Linked DNA regions of Zea mays: all the other regions are linked to region 2. Evidence: chromatin contacts called from public Hi-C data. All regions are on one chromosome and are shown on one strand. Each heading gives the region's core, a stretch centred on a gene start, on an enhancer-like site or on the middle of the called end of the contact. The rest is flanking DNA. Distances are from core to core; before and after follow the strand shown.

The links. A called contact is a pair of places that touch in the nucleus more often than the background predicts.
Region 1: a Hi-C map of bundle sheath shows a contact between it and region 2, with 2.2 times the contacts expected there. The contact joins the promoter of LOC103625730 here to the promoter of LOC100281491 in region 2. A contact is called at or near these places in 4 of 25 Hi-C or Micro-C datasets (bundle sheath, ear, leaf and 1 more).
Region 3: a contact with region 2 is called in a Hi-C map of ear, with 2.5 times the contacts expected there. The contact joins the promoter of LOC103625728 here to the promoter of LOC100281491 in region 2. A contact is called at or near these places in 3 of 25 Hi-C or Micro-C datasets (bundle sheath, ear and tassel).

Annotation. Positions count from the first base shown.
Region 1 is chr5:1,844,259-1,848,677 of Zm-B73-REFERENCE-NAM-5.0, reverse strand. It overlaps LOC103625730 (putative protein kinase superfamily protein), which reads right to left and starts at 2,630. Exons shown (of 9, transcript XM_035958914.1): 1 at 1,868-2,630; 2 at 1,210-1,331; 3 at 1-1,073. The coding sequence starts at 2,209.
Region 2 is chr5:1,640,579-1,644,772 of Zm-B73-REFERENCE-NAM-5.0, reverse strand. LOC100281491 (carotenoid isomerase 1) reads right to left here and starts at 2,619. Exons shown (of 10, transcript NM_001360246.1): 1 at 2,225-2,619; 2 at 1,908-2,139; 3 at 1,670-1,780; 4 at 779-832; 5 at 277-564. The coding sequence starts at 2,415. LOC100273411 reads left to right here and starts at 2,833. Exons shown (of 8, transcript NM_001147848.1): 1 at 2,833-3,109; 2 at 3,490-3,595; 3 at 3,690-3,757; 4 at 3,906-4,046. The coding sequence starts at 3,510.
Region 3 is chr5:1,770,922-1,775,001 of Zm-B73-REFERENCE-NAM-5.0, reverse strand. It overlaps LOC103625728, which reads right to left and starts at 2,494. Exons shown (of 3, transcript NM_001321410.1): 1 at 2,179-2,494. The coding sequence starts at 2,374.

The sequences.
Region 1 (4,419 bases), core at 1,381-3,880, 200 kb before region 2:
TTGGACTTGCACCCGGTTTCAGTGGTTTGCCATCTGGGTGGACCGAAGTGTATCGGCTCGGAAGTCTCATCGCCCATTGAACCATTGAGATCTTTGCCCATTCAAAAGATGAACTTCTTTGATGTCTAAAGATTCTTCTATGGAGGTGACAGCGGTCAGATCTCCCCTCTACCATCCGTCTCAGCGACATTGGGGAGCTCGAGGGTGTTTCAGCAGTTCGTGCGGTGTATTTCGGTGAGTCCTCAGCTTCTGTGGATACAGCAGAAGAACTCCTTTCGGTGGCAGTCATGCTAACCGAGCCATCCTTCTTAATAGGTGATGTCTCTGAGCTCAGATGGATATCGCTGGAGAAACTACTGCTACGCCTAACTGCACCTCTTATACCGGCAGAACGATTGGATCCCCCAGAATTCCTACCCGGTCGTCCAGTCCTCGGCAGCCGGCAGTACAGATCGCCATCTCCTTCCAGTGATGGATTGGCTGGTTTATCATCCTTTTGGCTCGCATTTGAACGCTTAGAATCACCAATGCTCCTGACTGAATGGCCATTCCTGGGTGGCAATAAGCAATATAGCTCCCCAGCCCCTTCAGATGGCAGATCCACTGAATCTTGGTCTTGCCTACTAGATGTACTTGCAACAGAACCGCTGCTTCTCTCAGGAAGAACACAGTAGAGCACACTGGCACCCTTACCTGGAAGCTCGGAAATCTCGTCTCCCTGTTTGACAGTTGACTCTTCAGCATTTGTACTAGAAGGATCTGCGTCGATCTCGACCTGATCCGTTGACAAATTCTCCAATTCACTTCCCTTGGTGCCAAAGTCACGCGTGGCGTCACCCTCACCGTCATCTTTATTTTCTTGTAAAGAAAGTGCGCCCCCTTTAGCCTGACGAGCTCGGAACGGCACTACGCAATACATCTCATCATCACCACACGGGAGAACTTCTGCCGAGACCTTACCTGGATGGACGCTCGACTCTCTCCGGAACTCAATCTTGCCATTGCTCACGGCGAGGACCGCACACTTCGCGGGCAGCTTCTTTGCGCAGTACTTTGCAACTGAGTGCGACGACCTGAAGGATGATGCAAATCACCATTTACAGCAAGGCAGAGCTAGAGGGGGGTAATGATAGGATGAGAAAAGCTTGAGATATATCTTCCATAGTGGAAAGCACTGAGCATCCAATGCCGATGGCACTTTATACTTACGAAATCGCACGCCTCTTCTTGGCGACGCCGAGGACAACCTTTGCGGCCCCGAACAGGCTGGCCTCACGAACTAGCGCCTTGCGCACCGACGAGTCCTTGCAAATCTTCAGGTTTAGATTGATCTACGCGCGCAACAGGATGAATAAGAAGTTACTACGGAGTACTACTAGTACCCAGATAAAAGAAAAAAAATATCAGGCGAATTCAGCACAGCGGCAAAGCCACGGGGAGAATGGGTAAAAGGACTTAATCTGGTACAGAAACGAAAGCCAACTTGTACTAGGGCATAGAAGGCAAGCCATAAATGAAGTGAAAATTGGATCTCTTTTGCACGATAAATGTAAAAAAGGTCAGGGCAAAATTTGGTCATTGTGCCAAAAAATTAACCAATCGTACGCGTGCGTGGAATGAGTATCCGGTAGCCCGTAGCCAAGCGCGAAATCAACCGAAAAATCGTGCATTTTGGCATGAAACACGGATGAATTGCATCGAACGAGCTTGGGTGAAAAAAAAACGAGAATCTTTTCAGAGTCAGCACACAGCAAGGAGGAGGATGTCGATAAGAAGTCAAGCAAAGCAAGGGTAAAGAACGAAATGGACGGAAGGGGAGGGAGGGAGCCAACAGCCAGGGCGAGGAGAGGCGCGGAGCGGCGACTACCTGCTTGAGGTTGCAGAAGCCCTCGTAGACGGCGAGCATGGCGTCGAAGTCGACCGCCTCGGCGGCGGACGGCGGCGCGACGTGGACGGCGACGACGCGGTCCAGGGGCGCGGCCACATTGACGAGCACCCAGGTGAGCAGCGCCCGGCTCTCGGCGTCCGCGCGCACGCCTACCAGCACTGTCCTCCCCTCCGCCTCCGCCTCCGCCTCCGCCTCCGCCTCCTCCTGAACGGCCGCGGCTGCGGCGGCGTCCATGGCCTCGGCCGCCCCCGACGACCCTTGCTCCTCCGTCTCCTCCCGCTGTTGCTGCGGCGGCGGTTTCTTCCTGGACGACACCTTCATCTGCGCGGCGTCGCTCGGCGACTCACAGGGAGGAGGCGGATGCGGATGCGGATGCTGCGGCGTGCGCGACCATGGGACTGTGCGTGTGTGTGTGAGAGAGAGAGAGAGGAGAGCGTCTCTCCCTCGGTCCCTCCCTCCTCCGCCTGTGAGAGGTCGGCGGCGGTTCGTGCCCGTTGCTTGCTGCCCGCCTGTCCGGTCTCTCTCTCTCCCTCTCCCTCCTCGGTCCTCCCTCTCGCAGCGCAGGCTGGCTTGCTTTGCTTGTGGCAGTTGTGCTGCTGCGGTTTCTCTCTCCAAGTCCCACCATTTGGGTTGCCAGCAACCGCTCTTTTCACACCGTCCCGTTGCGCATTTCGCCTGCCGCCCTTTTTCCTTCCCCCTCTCTTTTTCTCACACGGTGTGGAATCCGAGTTTTTTTTTACGTCAGGATTTGTTAACTTTCCCGCTTGTGTTCTTAATCCTGGAGATGCCCTAGTCTGTGACTGCGCCGGGCCAACAGACACCTGCCCTCTCTTCCCTTCCATTTCATCAAGCTCTGATTACCTCCTAGCAGTGCAAATTATTGGTACTAATTAATAATGCGGGGCAGTTAAGCCACCGATAATCTTCTGTGGCTCTGACAGGGAAGATGCTCAGCTGCTGCAATTCTGACAGGAACGGTCCTCGTCTTTCAATTGTTCTGGTCAAATCTGACGGGTGGACTAAACCCCAAGCTAATGGCGACGAAACGGTCGTAGCAGGTCTCCGCCGGTCTTCGTTCTCCCTCCTTTATTGGATGACCTCTGTTTGGAACTGAGCAGGAAGGTCATCAAACCTGTGAACACAACCCTCTGCTTTAGAACTCAAAATGGATCATATAAAATGACCATTTAATTAGCTTACGCTCTGCAAATTCTGTTTCATCTATACAATTTTAGAATTAAAAAATGTTATAAAATGTTTGTTTATCTTACGCTCTACCTCTCTGTGAAGTCATACAGGTTAGACGAAATGCTCGTGTCTCGTTAGCTCACTTGGTTCGTGGTTAGCTCGATCCGGCTTAGATCAGCTTGTTTGATTTTTTTTCACGAGCTAAGCTGACACCGTAGCTCGGTTTGTTAACGAGCTAGCTCGCGAGCTAAACGAGCTATCATATTTTAACAAAATGAAACTATATGCACATCTTTTACGCATCAATTGATGAATATGTTATATGTATGTGTGATGAGTTAAACTAATGATTGATGAACTGTGTCTATGTGTTAGATTGGTCTATGTAACTATGGTTGTGGGTTAAACTGATGAACATCTATGTGAATTGATTATGAATAAGAAATAAGTTATGTCAATTTGGTATTACATTTATATGATCTGTGTAACTATGAATATAATTATTATTTTCTATTGTTAAATTGGTTTAAAACTAACCTGGCGAAGGAACGGGCGAGAATGGTCTACGAAAAGACTGAATTATATACAGGTCTCTCTCATTATGACGGTTTACTTACAGCGACGTACAATTGGTTACTAAAAACGCATTCAACAACTAAAAGTCTTTAGCGATATATATATAATGATGGTCGTTGTAAATACAGTCGCAAAAGGCTCCAACATTGCCTTTGCAGCGAGGGCTTGCGCTATGCAGACTCTAGCTCCTGTGTGTCAAGATTCACGAAACAACAATAAGACCAACTTTTTGCTTATCAATTGCTGCTGTGTACGCTTCTAGAGATCGAGATGGCGACGTACAAGGCTCAGGCTGCAATCAGACGTACAAGAAGCTAATTTTTAAGTCCCATTCCGTTTGGTGGGACAACAGGCACAAGTTACGTTTACAAAAAAAAAAAAAAAACTGTAAGATTAAAAAAACATTTTTCTTATTATTTTGAATATATAGCTAGGCTTTGTCGATCGGTTATTATCGTACGTACTCATGAGTTCTGCCCCAAAAAACACTACAATTCTCACTTTCTGAAAGAGTGATAACAGTTTCAGTTTTGGGTCGCCTAGCTAGCTCTATATTGTGAAGCCCTAGCACTTTTTATGCCAAGTAAATTTGTTTTCTGTTTGCCGTATTTTATTTAAAAATGAACTAGTAAACGGTAAATATTGGAGAGTCCGAAGACACAAATGTCAATTTGTTCATATAAGACAGGTCAGAATCTAGAAAGTTTGACTAGTTAGTTCCATCACGGAAGGATTGCGATTATCGTATCCGAGATAGATAACTTTGA
Region 2 (4,194 bases), core at 1,370-3,869:
TTAAAAGAAACACATAATGCAAGTTTTCATTAAGGCAGTTCATGCTTGTGCATATGGTCTGTTAGTTCTGGATTACTGTCAAATCAGGAAAATCCAGAATTCCATATGCATCGCATTCATTTTATGTAGTAATTAGGATGCCTGAACCTTAGATTCCCAGATACAGCCAAGGCAACAAATCCTGGATTTGCTCAAATTCTACAATGCAGTGTTCATCATGTGCTAAAGTTTGGGAAAGCACTGAGGATGAAGTTTTTATGTTGGAACTTAGATTACCATTTCTGCAGAAAGAGCACCATCAGATTTAACTCCAGCAAGTAGAAAGCACAGAAGATCGATCCAGTTACGAACAAATGGATTTTTCAGCTCCAGCGAATCAACAATTTCTTTGAATGGACGTAGAAGTTTCGTAGCGCCCAGAGCTCCTTGCGGTCCCATTTGTATGAATGATTTCAACAACGAAGGAGTGTATCTACCAACAGCTGTAGATATAATGCCCAGATCACCTCGAATGGAAAGCGGAGGCAAAGCCATTGCAGCTGCAGACATAGGAATAACTGCATCCTGAGATTGTTTTCAGTATGGTATCAGCACACTTTTGAAGGCAATATAGCATCCTAAGTTATGAACTTTGTGTGGTATAGTGTATGTGAGTGCTAACACACAAGGAGGATAATACCTAGTGCATACCCATGCATTGTTCAGTACTTCAAAGTGTTCATCTACATCTAGCAAAGCCTTTACTAAACAGCTAAACCCAAATATGAAGCAAACTCACAAGAAGTTTTTTCCACTCCTGGACAGCGTCAACACCAACAAACATCTCAAGGTCCTGCAGGGATTACAAGTCAGGTCTCAGGATCCAATCAAGAGCGGGAGCATCCCAACATAAAGAAAATGCTAACAACAGATATTGTTAAATGTGGAAGAACAATGCTACTTTTAATAATTTATGCTGGATATCCCAGAAAATCTTAGCCAACGACTGCAACAGAAATCCCCATTTGGTCTTTCAATCACAACAACTAAGTGTGCACTGTGGACCATACATTCATACAACATAGCAAGGTAATCGGGTAATATCCAAGGATTCCTTTCTCGAGTATTGAAATGGTCCAAAATTGAGCCATGTCTATTTATCAACTGTAAACAACTCTTCTTTGGTTCCTTCACTGTTGTTATAATAAGCACACAAAAAATCGATTACAAGAGTCAAGGATTGTGATATTCTGGCCCCGGTGGATGGTGATATGATGGCCCAATGCTTAATAGAATTAATAAAGTACTCATACTAATAAGATGCATCTTCTTTTTTGGAAGTCTGTCTCGAAATAACCTCTGGGTTAAGTGTGCTTGGTCCGGAGCAATCTTGGAATAGGTGACCGATCGGGAAGTTTTCTCGGGTGCGTATGAATGAGGACAAAGTGCACACAAAAGACTTGTATTGGTCTGTGGGAATGATCTATGATCCTAAAAGGCTGTCAGGAGTAAGTACCGTGAGTCCGGGAATGGACGGGGTGTTACAAGGATTCCCAGGTTACTAACTAGACACTAATCGAATCGATTACAAGGATACCCAATAATTACCCATTAGATAATAATCAAACATGCCAATGGGTACTGAACCAACTTGCTGAAAATCAAGAAAATGCACAAGATGAAATATTACCTTGAGGAATTCAGTTGGTCCTATCCGTGAGAGGAATTGTCCTTCAGGTACATAAACCATCCAAGAGTCATAAGACGCACAAGGGACTGATTCGCCTAATGCATCAAGGACCTGAGGCAGGCAAACAAATCAGAACAATTTGAAGCTGTCGCCATGATCAATAACAATGTCCGTCTGCGTGAATCCAACTAAAAAATGACAAAAGGAGTACGCGTAATGAGGTGTCACTTGAGATCACCTGAGCAAGTGGATTTGCCTGGGGGCCTCTGGACTGGAATCCGGAGAACAAGGATGGCCCTGAATCGAAGTTGAATCCCTTGATATCGAACGAGTGCGCGGCGCCTCCCGGGCGGTCATGGCTCTCGAGCACCAGCACGTCCTGGCCGTACCTCGCCAGGAGGCCGGCGCAGCACAGCCCGCCGAGCCCGCTGCCTATCACAACCACGTCCGCCTCCGGCCTCTCCACCGCCCTGGTCGACAACTGCGACGCGATGAGGAGGCGAAGCCTGAAATCCGAATGGTCAGTTTGGTTTGTTGGTGCGTTGCCGTCCGTACCCGGAAATCCCGCGGTTCTGGCGCTCGGGGAACGCGGGGTCGGCGGGGCGCTCGTCCGCAGCCACCGCGCGGCAGCGCGTCCTTGGAGCGGCGGCGGTTGCCGAGCGCGGACGCGGACGCGGCGAAGGGGCGGGAGGGTGGCGGCCGTGCGGAGGCCGCAGCGCGCGGGAGGCCAATGCCGAGGCGGCCATCTCGGACGTAGTCGCAGAAGCGGAGGGCGAGCGGCGTCCGGCGATGCGAAGGCAACTGGTGGGGACTGGGGAGACGACGAGCAGGGCGAGTAGTGCGAGTGAGGCCACGGCTGTGGACACGTGGCCTCTCGACGGCCGTTCTCCGTTCGCGGCGGCCGTTGCCTCGTCCAGGACGGACCCGAGATAACATGGGCTGTAGTAACGAGACCACAAATACAAGAGATCTCCTCATCCAGAACTCAAGGCCACAAAGTCGACAGGGCCTGACCTCCGAACCGACTACCGAGTGCTGTGCTGACCATCGCCGCCCGAAGCACGGACGAGTTCCATCCGAGCCCTCGTCGAAGCGTCGATGCAAACTTGAGTTATTGGTCTGGACCGGATTGAGCCAAGGCCATTGCCTCAATCGGCCCATCACGCGGCCTTTCAGGCACTCCCTGGCGGCGGCCCCTAGCCAGCCTCTCGCGCGTGCGCAGCCGGCACCCTGTGGCTCACTCAGCAGCTGCGCGCGGCAGGCCAGCAGTGGTAGTGGACAGCGGCAGCGGCTGTGCTCGGCGGCCCCTGTGTTGATGTGCGCTGCTCAGCTGCTGTGCCCAGCGGCCGACACCTCTGCGGCTCTCCTTTGCTCGACGTCGAGTTCGTCCCTGATCTGGCTCAACGATTTACTGGTTTTTTTGCCGATGCTTCATAGTTGGTGCGGAGATGAGTTCTTTTATGATTACTAATGCCATTTCTTATTGATTTGTCCTTTAAATTGACAGATTTTTGTACTTTGTACTATCAATATCAAATTGAAACATGTTGTGGATTCCAATTTTAATTGTACATCTTGTTTTTTGTTTGTTGTTTTACATACTCAATCCTACTGATTAAATTAGGCATCAAGATCGTATCAATGACATTGATTAGAATTGTTACTCCAAACCACCAGTTTCACTATCCGTGCTCACAGTTGAATCTGCTATATATTATACAATTATAACAATGCAAAATACTCTTTAGGTTGTTTTTTTTAAACCCCTTCAGATGTTTTTAATACCCAATCTTAAAATACTGGACCCGGCACTGTTGCAGGCGAGGGAGAAATTCCAGCAATGCTTGTCGTGCAACTGCCGCCACCTGAGGTAGCGGGTGAGGATGAGAGCAATAGCCGTGGTGTCTTCGTGGAGTTCATGACCAAGTAATTCATCCTTGCTTATGTGAACGGTATCCATCTCCTTTTTCGACTGAAATTTGCATTAACTGAGCTGATTCTTACATCTGCCGCGTCACAGGGTCGCTCAGTTCAATGAGCTTGTTGAATCTGGGGAGCGATTGCTTGGGAGATTTCGTGAGGAGCTTGGTTAGTTTTTGTTGACACGTCTGATTTGCCATGGAGGTTCAGTTTATATTATCCACTGGGAAGCCATTTTGTGATGGTATTATGTACTTGTCCACCGGTCAATTTTCTGTAATTGTGATGACTGAGGCACATAACAATCTTATTGCAGAGTATTTTCGTAGGCCGCAGATTTCTAAGGAAGCAGATGTAATGAATCAGATACTTAAATCAAACTGCACTGTCAGAATGAGGTCCTATATTGAAACTGGCTGCAGGGTCCACTGCCAAAACATCTCAAACATTAATCAGCGTGAGTTATATAGCTTTGTTAGTGAACAGCCTTTTTTATTCTTACATGCTAACGGTTGATATGACTCGCTCATCTGAATTCGTTCTGTACATCTTTTTTTTCCTGAACTGAAGTAGAAAAGACTATGGAAGGTCCTGACTGTAGAGTT
Region 3 (4,080 bases), core at 1,245-3,744, 130 kb before region 2:
GGTTTCGGAAACCGGGGCCACAATAGAACTTATATTCGGCAGAAGAGGCTAGCGTAAACTCACTCCGAATGGTGAATCGTGCGACTTAGGAGAGTTTATACTGGTTCAGGCAAGTGCCCTACATACAATGTAGTGTTGATCTTAGTATTGCTCTTGGAGGCATGTTACAAAGGATGCAAGTGAGAGTGAGAGTGTGAGGGAGAGGAGAACTGCTACTGAATGCTACTAGCTCTCTTGTCTTTCCTGGTTGTTGTTCAGCCGCCCCCTTTTATAGTTCAAGGGGGATGTCTTTACAAGGGGATGGGTCGTTTGAAGCGGAGTAGGGCCTGTTATCTACGAGAGTTCCCTTGACATAGGTCCTCTGACGCCGTCTTCTGATACTAACGTAAGCGCACGACCGATAAGGCAGGTCACTCCACCATGTTCTGTTCGTGGGTTACTGTAGAGACTCTGGTGCTGAGGCTCTCCGTAGTGGAACTTGGCTGGTCTCGCATCACTGTGTTGGGGGCGTTAAGGGCCATACATGATGATGCCTCGTCTTGTTGATGGAGACTCTCCGACACTCCCCAACGTGTCGTGGCGTCGGTCAAGACGGTATTTGGTGGCGACGTGCCTTATCGTGGATGGCGTGGGTCAACAGTGTCCGCCTCGTTTTCACACTAAGCGGGTACAGGTGTGTGCCTGCCATGCGCGTGACAGGGGGTCGTGGAACTAGGGTCCACAGATGTATGGGCCCCGTTGCGGGTCTTCACGTCTCCGCCTCGCCCAATTTCTTGGCGGAACTTGGTCGTTTCGTCCACCTCGTAGAGTTGCTCGGGGGAATTCGGTCGGTCCGTCTGCCTCGCAGAGTTGCTCGGCAGGACCTAGTCGGTTCGTCCGCCGAGCAAGTCGGTTCGTCTACCTCGCCCAGTTGCTCGGGGGAACTTGGTCGACTTACTCCTGTGGCTATTCGCCCAGTTGGGCCACCACTAGTAATGGGCCTACTTTGAGTACCCCGTTCCTGGGGACCCGTCAGATGGCTTTTGACAATCACCCAGAATAATACATATAATATATGATAATGCTATAGTAGTCTGGTTGATTGACAATTTTAGAGAAACAAAAGAAATATAGAATTCACTTTAAGTAGCAAACTAAGTCACCAAAAAAAGTCGCAACACAGCCCTTCCTTGTACAGCTTACAATTGTCACCCTCAGTCACGACCAAGCAGTTCACCGTTTGTCTCATTTCCATTTATATCACTTTAAGCAAAAAACACATATAATGAACACTAATGGTCCCAATTATACATATCCACGTCCTGTGCAATCGGATGCCACAATCTATATGCAGTGCAGAGCAGAGCTCTAGACAACATGCGATTCAGCAGTCAGCACTAAGACAGAAACTGCAATCTGCAGGAAGGTTGCTATACCCAACTTCGTTAGACATACTAGCAGGGCAATTAGCAGGTATGAAGCACTCTAAGCACACAAGTTTTATTACCAACCATAGGAACCTAACAAGCAACACAGACAGACACAGGTAGGTACCCTCCCTGAAACCAACACTGAGGTAACGAAGCAAACATTCCAACATCCTCCGTCCACGAAATTGAGTCTAAATTTTCGTGCAGCCTCTGTATCCAATGCTCCCTCCGTACCACCCAATAAAGGGCCTGTTTGGATACAAGAACTAATTGTTAGCTAGCTAAAGCATCCAAACAGGAGGGCTAATAGGTGTTACCTAAGCCTTCTACAAGTTGCTAGCCAACTCTAGCTAGTTTCTAGCTAGTTTGTGCTCATTTTTAGCCCTAACTAGTCCAAACAGCGCCAATACTAACCTAAGAAAGCTTCACTTGCACGCATAGAGCAAATCACCACCCTTGACGCAAATGACTATACGAAACGCTCCATGTTAATCATGGAGACAGCACGAGATAGGAGCTCTGTCATCTACGACACCCTAAAGCAATCATTATCAGGCACAATGTGCAACGTGACTGCATCGGTTGGCCCTACATCCGCATCGGCATTGGGCATCGGGGCAGGCTGGTCAAGATGGGGGCTAAGACGAGCCTCCCCGCTAGCCCTAGAACAGCGGGCGCACCGGGCAAAGCAACCCAGCGCCAGGACACCGGGCAAGGAAGTCCCCAACCATTTCTCACGAGACAAAGCGCAACGGGGGAGCATCCTTACGGAAGAGGAGGAGGCCCGCTAAGGCGCCGGCGAGGGAGGAGTAGGCAACTCGACGGATGGAGAGGTCGAGGCACGCGTCCCACTTGGCGTCCAGGTTGTACCGCGGCGGGATCCCCGACTTAGGAGGCGGGGACAAAGTCGCCATCGCTGGCGCTGGCGGCGGCGTGGCTGCGGCGGTGTCGGTCGCCTCCGCCATGGCGAGGGTTTCGCTCGCGAGTCGCGACACGAGGAGAAAGGCTGATGCGATTCGGGGAGGCGCAAAGGAGGGGAGGAGGGGCGGACCGGTGGAGACAGCGGAGCGGAGGCGGAGTGCGTGTGGGGATGCTTGAAGCTTGATGCGAACTAGTGCGTGCCGCGCGCCTGCGCGCGATAAAAAAAAATCTGTTTGTGATATCTTAAATTGTATATAAATATTATATATGAGTTAATATATGATACATGTTATGTATGTGGAAGTAAAAAAATGATTGGAAAGTAGTTGGTAATCAGAAGCATGTGTACAAGAATTTGAGTGAATTGATCATACAATATGTGGGTGTTTAGGATGACTCTAAGTTTAAACTCTAGTGTGTAAGTGTAGTTTATAATATCAATTTAAATATTTTTAGAAATATTTTTTTATCTAAATAATAAATAAAATAACTTATCTAAATATTTTTTAAAAGATTTATAGCTTCAACTCCACGATTTTCTAGAGGGTAAGTGCTTACCATAGTAATAAAGATGTTGTAGCTTTGGGGGGAAATGGAAGTACCTTAGCGGGTGATTCTAATGTACTGGACCAAATTTTAGGATTATTAGATATTAGATTGTTCGTACCATGCGATGACATTTGGTGTAATAGTTAAAGTATAGTTTAATATAGTTATTTTCACAACAGTAAAGCATACCTGGTGTGAAGTTTCATCATCCTTTTTTTATTTGCTTTTGCAATTGAATTATGGTAAATGATTTTGTAACAAAAAATGACTGTTATTAAATAGGAATCACTTCCCGAAGTAGGTGACAGTGAGACGAAAAGAAAGTTAAGAGAAATATCTTTACCTAGTGTGGCCTCCGTCTGAAAATACCAAAGATTTTTTTAGGAAGAACACACGTTCTTTATTATTGATTTAAAGTAAAATTACAATCACTTCTAGCTGCTTTCATAAGCCAATTAGGAAAGCAATTTAGCCAAAATAAAACAGGAGCCAACTCTATAGCCTTACTTACACAAAGGTGAGCTACCTCATTTCCCTCTCTATTAACGAAAGATACATCAAATGATCTGAAAACCACACTCCTCTCTCTGATTTCTTGCCATAAACCTACGATAGCACTCCTTCTTCCCTCCTCTGACCGGAGAAGAGCCATCAAAATACCAAAGATTTGGCAACCTACATAATAAATAATAAATCAGTGGAGCTTAGGAAGGAAGGGAGTAGAGATCTACATATTAAAGGAAATCTAAGTACTTCATTGTTTTGTGACACAATTCTGACATGGGAACATCCAAGTGCAGGGATTTTTTTTGGTATTGTCTGATGATGAGTGTTCCAGCAACGGGTGAAAGGAGTATGTTGTTGGAGTAGACGATGTTATTTCTTTGTAGTTAAGAGATTCTGTAGGCCAGTTTTTAAAAAGACTAAAAAATAACTACATGTACTTTGCAAAACTGAGAAACCTCGCACTGAGCATAACTTATGAATAGACTTTGTAAAATTAATATTAATAGCGCACAGAAAAATATTACATAAACGTAAATGGTGTCGATGGAAGAGATAATGGTTGGAACTTACGTAGAGATGAGCAGAACAGTCCTACCAGCAATTGTGAAATTTAGAGGCACATCCGCATAGAAAGCCTTAATGTAAAGACAAAGAATAAGTAAATAAGTACCCATATATTTGATTACATTCTTAA